Regions from separate parts of the Mus musculus genome. Here region 1 is linked to region 2. Evidence: chromatin contacts called from public Hi-C data. All regions are on one chromosome and are shown on one strand. Each heading gives the region's core, a stretch centred on a gene start, on an enhancer-like site or on the middle of the called end of the contact. The rest is flanking DNA. Distances are from core to core; before and after follow the strand shown.

Region 1 (6,432 bases), core at 3,211-5,710, 99 kb after region 2:
GGGCTGTGTGACCAGTTTCCCTAAAAGGATAATGAAGAACCCACATTAGACCATCGATTCTTACTGACCCCCAGATCCTCCCAAATAAAACAACGGTCTCACAAAGGACTGGCACTGCGAGGAGCTGTACCCTGAGATCTGGTTGCCCTGGTAACACAGACCCACTACTCCAAACAGGGTCCTGAGAACTGAGGTGTCCTCCACACCAGCCTGGTGGCAGCAAGCAGAAGCCCCCCACCTCACCCAGGGTGCTGCCTGCCTAGCCCACCACATCGAAGACCACAAGCTGGGTAACTTTTCTGCCCAGAGATGGGAAGATGAAGGGATGGGAGAAAGGGGAGGCTATATTTAGTGAGCGGGCCGAGACAACAGGAATGGAATGAGTCACCCAAGCCCAGGCACTATTGCTCACCGTGGGGGTTGGCTAATCAGAAGTCAAGACAGGGAGGACCAGAGCCTAGCCAGGGGCAGTCTGCAGAAGAGCAGACCTTTCCCAGCTTGTGGGAACGACAGACAGACTCATAGAGGGACACAAAAGCAGACATGGAAGAGAAGTTAGGACAGGAGACGGGACTCAGCATCATCTGGAGACCTATTGTTGTGGGGACACTCCACACAACATAGAGTGTGAAATAGTTGCCAGCAAGAGCTGTAATGGATTCTCCTTAGAGAACCCTCTAGATGCCCAGAAGGCACAGAGGGAACTTTTGCCACTTTAACCAGGGCAAGCCTACTGACTTGCTTGCGTGGTCAGGTAAGGGAGATCGGATTTTACCTTAGTGGGAAAACAGCCCTACTTCTTGGAGGAAAAGTGGAAAAATGAGGCAGCTGGAGGTCAAGACCTTTCGAGAACAGCTAACACAGCATGCCTTCCATCCTGTGTTCCGCAGCACGAGGCCCCCTGTGCAGCCCATGACCCAGGCTGCCCATTCACTGGCCCAAACCCAGTCCTGGGAGATGCTTTGATTTGACCCAAAGAGGCTTGCTGTGAAGCACTGTTAAGTAGATAAATGGAGAACTTGGCAAGGCCTCCGAGCGCCACACACATGCAGACACACCCATTACATGCACGTGTGAGCACATGTGGGCACATGCACAGGGATGGAACACACACCTGCATCCCTAGATGACTGGGTAACACACATCGGACGGTCAGCAGACTATCATATATGGGGTGCACAGTAAAAGCTGACATTTAGGGTGTCAATGATATTTGTTTGACAAGGACCTCTAAACACCCTGTGCACAGAGCCCAGCCATCGTGGGAGGTGCGCGGCTGGCCTCAGGGAGCACTCCCAGGTTCTCACAACTGCCTATTTTTAGCCTCTGGTCTTTCCTGCCTTCTTCCCCAGGGAAGGCTCCTCCCTCTGCTTTCCAGCCCACTGCTCACCAGCAGGATCCTGACCCTGAGCGGGAAGGTGGGGCTGCAGGAGCCTCAGCAAGGCCTCCCTATGCCTCACACTTCAGAGTACAGGTGGAGAAGCCAGACCCAAAGCAGAGGGAAGAAATACTTTAATGTCTCATGACAAGGGCAAGGTGGGTGTGGACGAGAAACAGTGCGGGTGATGCCTGCTGTCTGTCCATCAAGGTTCAAAGCTTGGAGTCTGGCCTGCCCCCATCACTGCCCATGTTGATTGACACTACACCTTGCATTTCGAAGGTGAGGTTCTGCCCACCAAGACAGCAGTGACTCACCAGCCCAGATGGCTGTAATTCCAGCCACGTGACAGTGGTGCCACTTTCTATGGGCATGGTTGTCTGAGGAGGGAGGACACTTGGTGTTGCCTTGCTCTAGACCAGGGGTTCTCGACCTGTGGGTTGTGACCCCTTCAGAGATCAAACTACCCTTTCACAGGGGTCACATATCAGGTATCCTGCATATCCGATATTTACGTGACAACTCATAATGGTAGCAAAACTATAGTTGTGAAGTAGCAATGACATAATTTTATGGTGAGGGTCACCACCACATGAGAAAACTGCATTGAAGGTCGCAGCGTCAGGAAGGTTGAGACCAGCTGCTCTAGACTCCTACCCTGCTGTGCTCCTTGTGCTAAAGCTCTCAGTACGACGCACGTGCAGCTGTTACAGAATCACCACAGTAGACTACAGTAGGTCTGTTCATGCTGGCGGTGACAGACTGACCTGCCTAAAACCTGGATGTACAGGCACCTCGACCCCCTGAAGAGAATCCGAAGACTTTAACATGACCTAACAAGGTTTAGACACAGCATAGGAGATGGATCCCATGCAAATAATGTGCAATTTTTTTTAACCCTGGCAAAGGACATGAATGCTGCAACGATTTCTTCTCTTCAAGCACCATGCAACGCAGGTGTGAGTTCATCAACACGGACACCAGGACTTCTGCCACTCACAGCCTGTTGCTCGGAAATCATCAGTGCGCACCTAGGAGACATCAACTCTCCAGTCCTGGTTCTCTGAGCCACAGCCCTCTGGAGTGATCTACTGGAAGGCAGTTCTAGCCCATCCTCCTCCACTCGCCTCTGGGACGGCATCACTCTTAGATGATTTGGTCAGTTTTGTTCTGGTGTCCACCACCTGAGAACAACAGCACCACTTGTGTGCCAGTTCTCAGAGGGGAGAGAGGGGAGGAGTGGGAGGGGGGGGAAGAGGGAGGGAGGAGAGGGAAGGACCTGCCAACACACCGAGGGGAGATGGGAGAGCTTGGCAAGCTAGGGATGTTCTCTCTCAGTCACACCTCAGCTCTCCCTAATCTTCACCCAGCAGACAGACTGCATTCACTACTACCCAGAATGCACTTCTCCCCACGACGCATGACCATGCAAGTCCAGGACCCTGCTCCTCTGAAGCTGATGACCCAACCTGGAAACTATGACACAATACCAGGAGAGGGGTAAAGCGTGACAAGCGTGACCTCAGAGGCCGTCTCTGTTTTGTTTCCTCCATAAAGCAGAAGCTATCACAAAGATCGACGAGGGTCCAATTGAAGTACCTGAAAATACCAGTTATGGCCAAGCGCATGAATGTGTTCATCAGCTACCACTTACGGAGCACTTCCGTGCCAAACACTGCTGCATTCTCGACCTGCATTAGCTCATTTCTGTCTTCAGAATAACACTCTAATTATAGGGTTACCCTCACTTTGGAAGCCCAGCAATTAAATTACAGTTCAGAGAAGACCATTACCTCCCAGGGTCATGATGTCATGGAGACTTAAGGGCTGGCTGTCCCTTCCAACACAGCCTCACTCAGTAAACTCAATGCACTGTGACCTCTGTGGTGCTTCTTATGAGCACACATGTCATCAACTGTCATTCAATTCCCTCATGTCATCAACTGTCATTCAATTCCCTCCACGCTTCTTTAGATCTTTTTAAAAAAATAAACAGTGATTGCTAATCTGCAGGTATTGATTGGGTGCCTGCTCTGTACCAAGACTGCCCCAGATACAGAGACCCAAACAAAAGGAATCTATACAAGAAGAAATTGAAGAAATTGCATCTAACTCAGTCAGTATAAAAGATGAAAAATGAGCGAAGCCCAAGGCTGCTGTGCAGGCCACACTCACTAGTGTGCCTTGCACGGTGCAGCTTGGTTCAGAGGTCTGAGGGGAGGAGATGCAATGCTGCGGTCCAGCAAGCCTGTGGGCAGCACTCCTGCCACCACCTGACAAGGAGCTCAGGTGCTTCAAACTCCTACCTAAGAGGTGGGGAAAAAAAGATAAAGGAGAGATGGGAACAGGGAAGTTAGGAGGACCAAGCGAATGCAGACAAGCCACAAGGCAGAGCGTCACTGGGAAGCGAGGAGGGAGAGAAGACACCTTGGGAACAGGAAACACAAATGCACAACATCTGGGACATGGCCATGCACATTGGGAAAGATGCCGATGCACCTACTGTCACCCTGCTTATTAGAGTTGCGATCTTGGGTGTCCGTGGGTCGAAGGCCTGATCACTAGCCTATGCACTTTTAGGAAGAGGTGGGACCTATAGGAGGAGGGACCTTTTGGAATGTTAGGTCACTGAAGGCACATCCTTGGAGGGGACACTGGGACCGTAGCCCCTTCCCATCTCTGCTTCCCAGACACCTCGAGGCCAGCGGGTTTCTCTGATTGGTTAGTCCCACTTCAGTGCATCGTGTCTACAGGCCAAACCAAAGTGTCTCAGAGAACATCAACCACTCCACCACCCATTGGCACAGAGGCTTAAAGCCATGAACTCCACACACACCAGGCCACTAGCCAGATTATTCTGTGAGCTATCTGCCCTTAAACCCTCCCTCCCCACAATGAACAGAAAAGGAAACCCCATCGGCGGCTCCACCCTGGGTCAAGTCTCCCAGGAGAAGGAATAAAACAGCGGCCTCACCATCCAGAGATGCTCTGGGCTTCCTGGCTGGGCCACTTCCTTCACTGTCTCAGACCATGCGTGGCATTACCCTCACTCAGCTGGTTCCTCAGTGACAGAAACAAGTGCTCAGAGCACCACAGCCCACAACCCACAGTTCACAAAGAGGTGAGGTGGCATGGTGACAGAGTACTGTACTCAGAATCAGAGGCAGATCTGAGGCAGGGGCACTGTCATTGAAAGTGGGCCAGCCTACTCCATATCCAGCTGCACATCTGAGGTGGGGACAGAGGTGAGCCATGAGAAGGGCCCAGCAAGCTGCAGAACGTGGGGAACTACATCAGCCCCTCCCTTGGGGTCCCCGATGAGGGTCTGAGACTTCCTCTATTCAACAGGAGGAGAACCTCGGCACAGGGCAACTACCTACTTGTCCAAGATCAACCTCAAGTCTACCGGAGGGAAGAAACAATTGCTACAGGTCGTCATAAAGTCAAATGCTTTTCTGTTATGGTATAGTAAAACAGACATTCATTAGAAATGTTCCCTAGGGGTGCCCGGCCTGAGTCAAAAAGAGTTAGGTGACATATGCAGTCCCAAGGTGGAGCCAACTGGAAGGCTGGGAATCCCAGGGCTCACAGAACCCACAATCATCCATACAGCCTGTGCTGGGACTGAATGAAGACACTCTCCTTCCTATAAGGCAATGGCTCTCAACTTGTGGGTCAGAACCCTTTGCGGGGGGGGGGGGGGGATCACATATCAGATATCCTGCATACCAAATATTTACACTACCAGTCATAACAGTAATAAAAATTAGAGTTATAAAGTAGCGACAAAACAGTTTTACGGGTGGGGGTCACTACAACAGGAGGAGACATATAAAAGGGTCCCAGCATCATGAATGCTGAGGAGCACTGTGTAAAGGCACAGGACCCTTGCCGATCTTTGACATTTCATAGGCAGCCAGTCCCTCCAACCCAGGACAAGCCGCTGAGTGGGGGGATAGCCCAGGGCCCCTGCTGCCCCTTCTCGCCACACTCTCTCCACACTTGTGCCTTCCTTCCTCTGAGGGCTCACTAGGCAAGCCTCCCTGCCCACACTTATTAGCTCTGAACCAGGGACGGTGCTGTGAGTCCCTTCTGACATCTTGGAAGTTTAGCGGGTCACTGTAAGAGTAGAGGAGTGGATTAGGGGCCGGGTGTGGTGCAATGCCAGCCCACTGATGTGCTGAGGCAGGAGGATCATCAGCTTCAGACCAGCCCCTGCTGCCCCTTCTCGCCACACTCTCTCCACACTTGTGCCTTCCTTCCTCTGAGGGCTCACTAGGCAAGCCTCCCTGCCCACACTTATTAGCTCTGAACCAGGGACGGTGCTGTGAGTCCCTTCTGACATCTTGGAAGTTTAGCGGGTCACTGTAAGAGTAGAGGAGTGGATTAGGGGCCGGGTGTGGTGCAATGCCAGCCCACTGATGTGCTGAGGCAGGAGGATCATCAGCTTCAGACCAGCACTAACTATCTTAAACACAAGCGAAAGCTGAAGGCTAGGTGTCTCAGTTGGGGTTTCACTGCTGTGAAGAGACACCATGATAAAAGGCAACTTTTTAAAAAAAGCATTTAGTTAAGGCTGGCTTACAGCTTCAGAGATTCAGTCCATTATCATCATGGGGGGAAGCACGGCAATGTGCAGGCAGACATGGTGCTGGAGAAGCTGCAAGTTTTACATCTTGATTCAAAGGCAGCCAGAAGACTGTCTTCCAGGCAGGGAGGAGGAGGAGGGTCTCAAAGCCCACCCTGTGAGTGATACACTTCCTCCAACAAGGCCACACCTCCTAACAGTGCCACTTCCTGGCCCTAGCATATCCAAACCATCATACTAGCTAAAGGCTTTAAGAGATCCGCCCTTGTGAGTGACTGGACTCCTGAGAAGAGACTGGGCTGGCTTCCTCTGACTGGTACCTGCCAGCTCACCCTCCTGTCACATGATACAGGAGCAGGATGGCCCTCTGATTGGGTTCCACACTTTGGGACTTCCTGGCCTCCAGAACTGGGCCAGTCTGTGGAGTTTAATACACAGTAGATGTCTTCAGACACACCACAAGAGG
Region 2 (5,600 bases), core at 1,898-4,397:
AGAAGAAGAAGAAGAAGAAGAAGAAGAAGAAGAAGAAGAAGAAGACGACGAAGAAGGCCAGGCATGTCAGTGCACACCTTTAATCCCAGTACTCAGTAGGCAGAAAAGGGCAGGTCTTTGTGAATCTGAGGCCAGCTTGGTCTATATAGCAAGTTCTAGGCCAGCCAGGGCTACACAGTGAGACCCTGTTTTAAACAAACAAATAAGAAGGGAGCCAGAATAAAGTCCATGTGCACCTTAGTGGGAAACACAGGCCACTCTGCCCAGGACTTGACATAGCCCACGAGATGATGAGATGATGACCGCCAGACACGCAGTGTGCCCCTCCTGACTGTGACTCCAAATACACTCCCCTCCCTCGTCCTCACATGCACTCATGCAACACCCACTCTGCCAACACACTGAAGACGGATAAAGAGTGCCCAGCTGAGAAATGCAGGGGACAGCAAATTCTAGGTCTTCTGAGTCAGGTTCACACTCCTGTTCTTCCTCATGAGAGACAGAGCCTTAGAATTCAGAACTCAGAGAACTTTACATATTCTTGAATGACAGGCAAGGACAGTGGTCCCTCTGCAGACAGGGCCTCTGCAGCCATGGGAAGGGCCAGGAATGGGGGCTCAGGACACACACCCGACTCTGGGGCTCCAAGCAGTTACCTCTAGAAGTGGAGGACTCAGAGGTTGGGAGCATCCTCTCCTCTGCCTCTCTCTCACGGATGTGTGTCCAGTGCACATCAGCCTGGATCGCCAAGGGATCCGCTGCGGTTATGATCTGCTGCAGCCTCTTGTTCCCGGCTAGGGGGCCAGGTCCCCAGGAAGGAGGATAGAGGGAGGACAGGAAGGAACAGCGAACAGTCAAGGGAAAGAGGGAGGAGACAGCACAGGAAACGAAAGAGTTACAGCGTTTGCCAGGACCAGTGTGAATAAGAAAGAGGTAAAAATTGAGAACATGCATGTTTGCACACACACGCAAGCACACACGCACACATACACACATGCATACCCACACAGATGCACACCCGCACACACATGCATGTACACACACCTTCTGTTGATTAGGTTTGATTTAGTAATTTTGAGCTTTGCATAAACATTTCTTAGTACAATGAAATCCACACTCCTCCAAATGCAGAAGGAATTTTTCCTTTCCCTCATGGATCTGAGGCCCACACTGCCCAGGGCGGAACAGGGTGGACGACCCTCACCTTATAGGACCATCACTCCAGGGCCCAGGATATGGCTGTTACCTAGCACAGCACGAGCTCCCGAGAACACCCTTCCTGTCAGTCACAGGTAGGCTCGGATGGTGCACGGCTCTGCAGGGAGCCAGCCAACTAACCAGGACAGATGTGTGCTCTGCCGGAACTTTCATTTTTACCCTCTGCAGTAAAGCCGCTGCTGGGGAGGGAAAGCCCTTTGGCCAGAGAGCTCATGCTGCATGCTGGCATGGTGGCGGGGGTTCCGACACAGGGAACGTGGTCAGCGTGGAGGGTGAGGACAGCAGCTAGAAGACGAAGCAGAGATCTGTCCTGTGAGGTCTGGAACTCCAGTATTCAGGCAGGAGTGAGGCCAAAGCTTCTTCCCTAATGTGGGTCAAGCCCTTCCTTCCTTGCAGGCTGCATCTGAAGCCCTTCTGACCCCTCCGGGCATGAGATCTGCCTCTCAGCTATAGAAAATCCCAGCAGCGCCCCCTGCATTCACCCTTGCTGCCAGAGCAGGTGGAAGTCACATGCAGCCCCTGCCCCGAAGGACCCTCTCATTAGTGCTTGCTTGGGTCATGCCACACAGTAGGGTTAAGATAGCGGGACAGCCAGTGACTACGGAGCGTGGGTGTGGGCACTGAGGAAGAAAGGGCAGCTATTTCGGCAGTAAGAGCAGGTGCCACTGACCTGAAGGACTCTGTGGCTTCAGGCTGAAGCCAGCTCCCATCTGGGAGTGTCTGTCTGTCCTCCCCTTGACGCCCTTAACTAGACTCACCTGTCACTACCAGGGCAGCTCTATGACTTAACCTAATGAAGATGTGGCATGGCGTGGCTGGCACAAAAGCAAAGTGAATTCTCTGATGTGGAGGTTAACCTGTTCCATGATGTGGAGCGGCGGCCCCACAGACTCTCTTACTGATCAATATGGATTCACAGTCCATCCTCAAAGACAGACTGCCCAGATTGTGCTGTCCAGGGCTGAATAACAGCAAACGGACTGACAGCTCAGATGTGTCAGGAGCCCGGAGGGTGAGGCTCAGAGAGAAAGGCTGTTCCTTTCTTTGGCTTCTAAGCCACAGAAGGAAGAGTTCCGTCTTTTCTCTGAGCACAGCTCTGCCTTTTGCCAACACTTGCAGACTTGTGGGGTGTGTGTATCTGTGGTGTGTATATGGTGTGAAGTGTGTATGTGTAGTATGTATGTGTGGTGTGTGTCTCTCTGTGTGGTGTATGTATGTGTGGTGTGTGTTTATGTTGTATGTGTGCTGTGTATGTATGTGGTGTGTGTGTGTAGTATATATGTGTGTGCTGTGTATGTGTACATATGCTATGTGTTTATGTTGTGTGTGTGTTATGTGTATGTGTGTCATGTGTGTGTTGTGTGTGTGCTGTGTATGTATGTGGTGTGGGTGGGTATGTGTGCTATATGTGTGTGTTGTGTGGTTGTGTATGTGTGTTGTATGTGTGCTGTGTATGTACATGGTGTGTATATGTGTGTGTGTGGTGTGAATGGGAACCATTGGCAGCACAGAGACCCTGGGGTGAGACTGAAGAGCTGTAGCTAGGCAGTGAGGTTTAACTGGATAAAGGGAACTCAGAGCGAAAGCTACAGGGACACAGGTGTGGTCACATTCTAAAAACCTTGTTCTCTGTCTTCTGGGGATCTGCTAACTCACATGCTAGTCTGTGCTTTGTCTAGGGAGGCCGGGTCAGGGACACGTGCCCAGGTATGCCCAGAGCCTTTGAGAACAGCTTTACGAAAAAGACCTTCCACGTGGGGCCTGCTCTTGGAGGCATATTTTAGGTGGCTGCTGGGGAGCCGGGGTGGAGATGGGCAGGAGGCAAAGCGGGTACCTTCACATGTACCCATTTCTTCTTCCTTTGAGAGATGCTGGAGCCACTGGCCTTGTAGGAGTTCTCTGTCCCAGGGGCAGTACTCCCCTTCTACAGCAGGGGGAGCCAGACACCCACAGACAGCACCAAGAATCCCACAGAGGGACAGGTAGAGAAGGGAACGGAGGGAAGAAAGAAAAGAAAGAGCAAAGTTATCCCGGCTGCATGCAAGTGTGTCCTGCCACTCGTCCACACAGGCATCCAGGTCTGCAGCCCCAAATATGTGCTGCAGGCTGGGGACAAGGGAACATCTAGGACTTGGCTGAGTGTGTGGGGAAATTCCCAGATTGGCAAGTGAAGTCTTCAAGAAGGGAAGGTGGGCAGACTCTCCCAGGGTTGTGTTAGGGCTAAAAGCGGCTAAGTACCATCACGTGGAACAGACAAACTATGTTTCCCCGAGGGAGCTATGAAGGGGACGGACTCGCCCTGGTGAGTGTGAACACATGGGAACTCTAAGCCAGCATGGTTCTGCAGACGGGACACAACAGACAAACCATGCTCTGGCCAACGCCAGCCTTTCCAGCACGTTCCCTCTTCCTGTCTCATGAAACTCAGTGAGTCTGCCTAGAGTCCACTTTGGCCTTCGGAGGAGTCAGAGCAGGAGGGTGAGAGAGGATGCACTCTGGGGAGGCTGTCAACACCACAAAGGGTTCTGACCCTGAGCAGACTGGGACAGTCCATGGCAGCAAATCCACAGAGCCCAGGGACAAGCAATGCTGCCACAGTGAGCTAGTTCTCTGTGCCCGTGCTGTCTGGAATTTAACCCGGAACTCTGATGTGGGGCTGCAAGAACAAGGGTGTGTACCCCCTTTGGCTCCATGTCCCTTGGAAGTGGCCATGGCTCTCCTCGGGGAGCCGGATCTCTACCAGCCCTGGCTCCCTCCTTCCTACCCATGGGCCCTCTGCAGCCAGGGAAAGAGTGATATTCTTACACAGCCAAGTTCCTCATGTCTTCAGGTCTCAGTCAGACGCTTGCCCAAGGCAAGAGGAGGTTTACAAGTGGCCAGAATGGCTGGAAACTCAATGAGCGTTCTTCAGGCCCCAAATGTTACTGACAGTTGTGGCTGGTGCTGGTCTAGTGAGCACTTAAGATGGCAGCCTCCTGCCACCGTGCACCAGGGAGACTCCTGGAAGGAGCCAACCTCCTCTGTCTTTACTAGAGTAAAGTTCTATCAGAAGCTGAAGGGGAAAAGGATAAAATGAAAAAGTAAAAGGAACTTAATTTGGACAGAGTCCTCAGATGAGCCCCGCCTTCCACTTCCAGGTTAAAAATACCAGTGTGTGTGTGTGTGTGTGTGTGTGTGTGTGTGTGTGTGGAAGGCGGTGACCAGGAGGAGAGCAGTAAGCAGGATGTAAAGTGAGTAAGTTAAAAAAATTAATAAAAATTAAAAAAAAAAGACCCAATGTACACAAGGGACATTTTTGGTTCAGCTTGCCATCACTGCATCTGCCTCTGTTCTACCTAAGGTCGGGGTGAACGAGGGCCAGAAAACCTCAGGTCTTGAGGGCAGCATGCAGACTCTAGTGTCTGTGAGACCTTATATTCACGCTGGCAAGAGCTGAAGGGGGGAGGGGAGGTACGACGGGTCGGGACCAGAGGAGATGGTTCTGACCTTCACTGGATTCCTCCTCTTCCTCCTCCTCATACTCTTCATCCTCTTCTTCGTATTCCTCCTCCTCTTCTTCTTCCTCGGGCTCGAAGTTCTTGGAGGCTTCCAGCTCCTCTTCACTCCTTCCCTTCAGAAGGGCATGGATCCTGACTGCCTCCTTCCAGGGAACCCCGCCCAGGTCAGAGGTGGGGAGATGATCATCTTCGTCATCTTCCTCTTCCTCCTCCTCCATCTCCGACTCAGAACTGCTGAGAGAAAGAAAGCACCCAGCTTGAGTGAAGGAATGATAGCAGTAAGGTTCAGAGCCACGGTCGGTCGCAGGTAGCAGATCCCAAACAAAGCAAGGGAGAGGGAGGTCAGGCTGCCCTTCCCCAGCCAGGGAAGGGACAAGAAGGAACCCACTAATGGGACAGAAAGACAGACACACATGTACAATACCTATGCAGACCCTAGGTTAGCTGTCTCTTGTAAGGCTATGCCAGTGCCTGGCAAATACAGAAGTGGATGCTCACAGTCATCTATAGGATGGAACACTGGGACCCCAAAGGAGGAGCTAGAGAAAGTACCTGTATTGGCTAGTTCTGTGTCAACTTGACACAGCTGGGGTTATCACAGAGAAAGGAGCTTCAGTTGAGGAAATGCCTCCATGAGATACAACTGTCAGGCATTTTCTCAATTAGTGATCAAGGGGGAAAGGCCCCTTGTGGGTGGGACCATCTCTGGGCTGGTAGTCTTGGGTTCTATAAGAGAGCAGGCTGAGCAAGTCAGGGGAGGCAAGCCAGTAAAGAACATCCCTCCATGGCCTCTGCATCAGCTCCTGCTCCCTGACCTGCTTGAGTTCCAGTCCTGACTTCCTTCGGTGATGAACAGCAGCATGGAAGTGTAAGCCGAATAAACCC

What was found. A called contact is a pair of places that touch in the nucleus more often than the background predicts.
Region 1: a contact with region 2 is called in a Hi-C map of regulatory T cells, with 2.5 times the contacts expected there. The contact joins two enhancer-like sites. A contact is called at or near these places in 7 of 39 promoter capture datasets (the 3T3-L1 cell line, cranial neural crest, embryonic stem cells and 2 more), 3 of 484 Hi-C or Micro-C datasets (embryonic stem cells, nephron progenitors and regulatory T cells), 6 of 115 datasets of contacts at active chromatin or transcription factors (the HPC-7 cell line, differentiating embryonic stem cells, embryonic stem cells and 2 more) and 4 of 9 other capture datasets (adipose tissue, embryonic stem cells, embryonic trunk and 1 more).

Annotation. Positions count from the first base shown.
Region 1 is chr6:121,066,566-121,072,997 of GRCm38.p6, forward strand. All of the region lies in intron 1 of Mical3 (microtubule associated monooxygenase, calponin and LIM domain containing 3), which reads right to left. It overlaps Gm4651 (predicted gene 4651), which reads left to right. Exons shown (of 2, transcript NR_138098.1): 2 at 2,287-3,389. Among named protein-coding and RNA genes, the nearest start is that of Gm4651, 5.3 kb to the left of the region's middle. Within about 2 kb of position 4,461, at least 54 of the 459 cell types and tissues checked have an H3K27ac peak or open chromatin away from gene starts, as enhancers often do. A contact at or near this core is called in regulatory T cells, where this site is marked.
Region 2 is chr6:120,968,699-120,974,298 of GRCm38.p6, forward strand. Mical3 (microtubule associated monooxygenase, calponin and LIM domain containing 3) reads right to left here. Exons shown (of 32, transcript NM_001270475.1): 21 at 4,705-4,949; 22 at 657-794. The region is part of intron 1 of Gm43915 (predicted gene, 43915); the gene reads left to right. Among named protein-coding and RNA genes, the nearest start is that of Gm43915, 13 kb to the left of the region's middle. Within about 2 kb of position 3,148, at least 28 of the 459 cell types and tissues checked have an H3K27ac peak or open chromatin away from gene starts, as enhancers often do. A contact at or near this core is called in regulatory T cells, where this site is marked.